Regions from separate parts of the Arachis hypogaea genome. Here region 1 is linked to region 2. A link is a contact called in public Hi-C data. All regions are on one chromosome and are shown on one strand. The core of a region is the stretch at or near the end of the contact, and the rest is flanking DNA. Distances in the headings are between cores, read along the strand shown. Region 1 holds the start of LOC112776118. Region 2 has its middle 7.0 kb from the start of LOC140181798.

What was found. A called contact is a pair of places that touch in the nucleus more often than the background predicts.
Region 1: a contact with region 2 is called in a Hi-C map of leaf, with 2.2 times the contacts expected there. The contact joins the promoter of LOC112776118 here to the enhancer-like site in region 2. A contact is called at or near these places in 2 of 8 Hi-C or Micro-C datasets (both in leaf).

Annotation. Positions count from the first base shown.
Region 1 is chr19:147,859,799-147,862,498 of arahy.Tifrunner.gnm2.J5K5, forward strand. LOC112776118 reads left to right here and starts at 1,416. Exons shown (of 4, transcript XM_025820124.3): 1 at 1,416-2,375. The coding sequence starts at 2,219.
Region 2 is chr19:147,810,585-147,813,284 of arahy.Tifrunner.gnm2.J5K5, forward strand. No RefSeq gene overlaps it. Among protein-coding and RNA genes, the nearest start is that of LOC140181798, 7.0 kb to the right of the region's middle. Within about 2 kb of position 1,262, at least 1 of the 3 cell types and tissues checked has open chromatin away from gene starts, as enhancers often do.

The DNA.
Region 1 (2,700 bases), core at 166-2,665, 49 kb after region 2:
TTTCTTATTTTTTAATTGCATTATTTATGTCTCTGAAATTGAAAAAAATGTTCTTAATTGGTTCTTTGTCTAATTTTTGGCTAATTAACTTACCACAGGAAGTGACATGACACTGACTTGCTATGCTGGAGTGTCTAATAGTTATATGACTTGGCAATTGAAATTCTTTGACATAGTTTGGTCCCTTATCCCTCCTTTTAACCCTAATTGCAATGGTTATTCATCATGTTCTATTTCTTTTTTTTCATCACCACTATTTGTATATCATCTCTATTTGTTGTTGCATAAGTGCAGACGTGCTACCATAATAGTTTGGATTAGGTCTACTTCATAGTGGTTCATACGCATGGGTTGGTGTGCCGTAGTATTGTTGAGTAGGCGAAGGCCCACTAAGAGACTGAGGTGATGGCTGATGAAAATTGGATGAATAGTTTTGAGAAGGAACATAAGGTGTTTTTTCGACATGCTGGCCAAGTGAAGATTAAACTTGCGACAGATTTATTAGCGAAATTGATGGCGCATATTGAGGTAAATGAGGTGCCCAGTACTGTTGAAGTAGATTAGGTGCTAGTTACTGTTTAAGTAGATCAGGTGTTTATTGAGAGAATTGGGGATGAGGACTCTGTTAATATTGTTGATGTGGGGCGCTTCTGGTTGAAGAAGCTGTTGAGTTTGAGGCACTTACTGTTGATTTAGAATTTCTTGAAGTAGAACCGGTGGTGGGTGGAGTAAAGTATGAGTCTTTATGAGAGACAGTTAGCATTTGGTTATGTGAAAATTGATTTGTAAGTTGAATTAGGTTTCGCGAAGAAATCTTACTTATTTTTTCAATAATTCTGGTTGCCAATAATGAGTAGGGTTCCAACGAATTCTAAATCGCTTCACCATAATAATCTAACGAACATTCGTGGGTACAAAAATTTTGAGCACAAAGTATTTTATTTTCGAAGAAGATGAAAAAGACGAAGTGATATTTTATTTTTAAAGGGAAGTTAAACATTTTAATTCTCTTATTAAAACGGTATTGGAGGTTTAAAGCCAAAATTAATACGCCAATGTTTTATGTGGTTCATTATGATAGTCATTTGTTAAGTCAGCACTTATATGTCATTTACTAGTAGTAAATTAATTAGCCAAAAATTAGACAAGAGACAAACTAAATATATTTTTTACAATTTCAAAAACATAAATAATATAAATGAGAAGTCAAGAACGAAATTAATGGATTTTACAAATTTCAGAATGCCGCTTTCGATAGTAAAACTATATTATAATTTAGTTTATTAATACCAGAATCGAAGGCCCAAAAGATAATAATAAACGAATAAATAAATAAGTAAAAAAAGGAAGGAAAGATACGAAAGCGAATTACAATAAATAAATAAAAAATAAATAATATAATATCGGATTCGAAAGGAGATTAGAATTTGGTTTTATAAGGAGGGTTGAGGTCCGCTACCACTGTTTCTCTCTCTATGTATCTATGTTTTGTTTCTCTCTCTTTCTCTCTCTCTTCTCAAGGTTCTCTTTGTCCCTTATCGTTTCTCACCTTCTCACTTTCTTCCCTATACGCACAATTTCTTCCTCCTCACAAAAAACCACAACCATATTCAGACTCTGAAACCAGCACAACACACCACACCACTCTCTCTCTCTCCGCTGCAGAAGAACGAGGACTCTCTCTTTTTCGAAGGAGCTTCGGAATCCGCAACCATGGCTCTCTCCTCCGCACTCTCTCTACACGCTTCGATCTGAACCGCCGCCTGTTGAAGTTATATTATTCTTCCTTCTTTCTCTCTCTCTCTCTCTCTCTCTCTCTCTCTCTCTCTCCTTGTGAAACACGAAGGCTTGGTTTGGTTTGGTTTTCTCTTTATATATTCTGCGCCGTTTCTTTTGGCTCTTTCTGGTTTTGAGGCTCCGTTTTGTTGCCGTGGCGGAAGCCATAGACTAGATTGCTTTGCGCGGCGGCGATTTCGTTGCCGCGTGTGGTTTCTTGTCCGATCTGTGGACCGGGAAGCTTGCGAATCGGCCTTCTCTTTTATGTCTTTGTTGCCGTCTGTGAACCCTAGATTCGTCGGCGGTGCTGTGAAATTTCTCTGGCGATTGTTTTTGTTTTGAATCTGGAGGTTTGAGGTTCTGTAGATTCGGGTTTGGTGCGGTGAATACGGTTTTCCGTTGGTTTTTGCGTTGGATGCCGATGCTATTGGGTTGATTTTTGATGCCTCCTGAACCGTTGCCTTGGGATCGGAAGGACTTCTTCAAGGAGAGGAAACACGAGAGGTCTGAGTCTCTGGGCTCCGTTGCCAGATGGAGAGATTCCTCTCACCACCGCGACTTCCACCGTTGGGGATCCGCCGAGTTCCGCAGACCTCCGGGTGAGTTTTACTTCTTCTGGTTTTTTCTATGCACTGCTGATATTTTCAACGAAATTTCTGATTATTTAGGTTTTTTATTTGGGGGGAAAAAAGAACTACCGGATTTGGGTTGTGTTTCTGAGTTTGGTTGATTCTTCTTTGCATAATAATAGTGAACCTTGTTCTGAATTTTGAAGATCTGGTTTTGTAATTACAAGAATTGTTACTATAAGGAGGTGGTGTATTCATTCGTTTGTTTCTTTTGGCATGAATTTCTGGTGCTCTCTTTTCTTTTATGTTTAAAAAAAACAATTATGATACTGGTTGTAAGAATATACTCTCCTTG
Region 2 (2,700 bases), core at 12-2,511:
ACAATAACATCAATAAGATGAGAAAGAAGAAAAAATGACAACGACTTGAAGAAAAAACACAAAAAAAAAAGAAGATGATGATGACGACGATAATAACGATAACGATAATGAAAGAAAAAATGTGCGGACTTCGTTAAAAATTTGATTCAAAATATGCTTGAACGCTTAACATTTCTCTAATTTTTATATCGGTACATCAAAATAAATTTTTTAATTTAATATATACTTTTTTTAGAGAGAGATTTTTTCAAAGTAATTTTAGAGTTAAGTCTTAAAGTAGTTTTTGAAGTTGCAATCGAACTTCAAAATAACCCCTGAAGTTAATAATTATCCAACTCGAAGTTGCACTCCAGGACTCATAATAGTCCCTGAGGCATTTTCCGTTCATCGGAACCTTGAAATGACGTCGTTTTGAAAAAAAAAGAAGCATAGAAAGATATCGTCGTTTTATATTTAAAAAAAACAACAATCTCCTTCTTCTTCAACTCTGTTCTTCTTCTTCTTCGTCTTCAACAGATCACAAAAATAAAAATCAACAACACAAAATATCACAAAAAAAACCAGCATTAATCAGAAAAAATCAATCAACTTAAATAGCAAGTATCAATCAATCTAAACAGCAACAAGCACACAAAATAGCAACAATAAAAAAAAACTAGTAATAATTACAGAATAGAAAACAACTAAAAAACTTAGTAACTAATTTTTTTTTAAAATGACGTCGTTTTAAGGTTTCGAACTTTCGATGAACGAAAAATGTCTCAGGGACTACTATGAGTCTCGGAGCGTAATTTTGAGGATAAATTTGGATAATTATTGACTTCGGAAATTACTTTGAGACTCGAATGTAATTTTAGGGACTATTTTAAAACTTAACTCGTAATTTTAATATACTTCTATTAATCTTTTTCTTGTTTAAAGAGATATTTTCTAAATTAATTCTAATATACTTTTTATTAGTCTAACATATTTGAACTCAAAAAAGAGGAAAAATTATAATTTCATGTGAACTTAATTAACATATGATAATAAAAGAATTTCATTTAGGTACAGAAAAAATTATATTATCAATATATTAGGATTAACTAAATTATTTTATTTTACATATTTTTTAAATAATCTAATATAAAAGTGTTAAATAATTAAACCATGGTTGAATAATAGTATATATAAAAGTTTATACTATAGCTTAGACTCTGTTTAAAAAGGCAAAGTCAGTAGCAAATCACTTACTACTACAGGATTGATTAGCAAAAATAAAACATACTATATTGTATAAAAGCAAAATTAAAACATATTTATGTGTTGGTATGTTGGCTGTCACGTGTCAAAAGTGTCGGTAAACAATAGCAGTATGAGATCATGAATCACGTGTCATATAATAATGTACTGGCAAAAATAATTATTTGTAGTAGTTTTGTTCATACACATATACACCCAAACGTCTTATTTATATATATATATATATATATATATATATATATATATATATATATATATATATATATATATATATATATATATGAGTAATTCGTATAAGTATAATATTTTTTAGATAATTATTCATGTAATTAATATAAAAAAATAGTTATTTTATTAATATAATATTATATAATTAGATGTATGTGTAAAATAATTTTATATTAATAATGTATAAAATTTATATATATCACAAGAACAAACATCAGAAATTAATTTATAAATAGATTCAAAAAGGTGAAATACTAGAAAATAGAGGAATGGCGTGTTATGCAAAAATATAAAACTGGTAGTGTTAAAAGAAACAAAACATAATCTATGTTTTGTGTGCAACGAAGATCAAGAAAATGTTGCATTCTGCAAAACGTAATCTGCGATTGACAGGGTAGGACAACAAATTTTCAAAACATGGCAAGATGTCCCCTGCATGCAGACAGGAGCAGTTGTTGATCAATTTTGGGAAAGGCAAAATGCAGGCTGCGTTTGTTAGTCGTGCAGGACAAATCGCAGGTTGTGATTGATAGCCTCCCTAGCTGTATGCCCGACGCGTGTAATGGAGGGGCTTATAAAACCAAAACGCAGGTTCCTGCAAGGGTGAAAAAATATTAGTGAAGAAGAGTGAAAACCAGAGTGAAAAAGCAAGAATGACAAAAGGTTACTAAAGGAGGAAGAGTGAAGAAGCAAGGGTGGGAGAAGAAGAAATATACTGTGAAGGATTAGAGTTTGAGGGAAGAAAAAAAAATGGTTCATAATTTTACCAAATCAGAAGAACACATTATTAAATATCTGGATTATCTCCAATGGGTAAGTAATTTTTTTTTATTTTGATATTGTTATTATTAATTTTAATAATAATAATAATATTATTATTATTATTGTCGTCGTCAATTTTTATGATACGGTTGTGTAATAAATTATAATAAACAAAATTGTGTAGAAGTTTTTTATTATTTTTTTAATAATTTATTATTAATTTTTATGTGATCTGTGTAATAATAAATTAAAATAAAGAATATTGTTTAACAATTTTTTATTAATTCTTAATAATTTAGTGTTTACTGTTATGTTATGATAATAACAATAGAATAGAATACTGTATAGTTAATTAAATAATTTTATTATTATTATTATTATCATCATGAGTAGAGTAACCTCATTATTATTATTATTATTATTTGCATTGTTGTTAATATTTTTATTATATCATTATTATATTGTTAA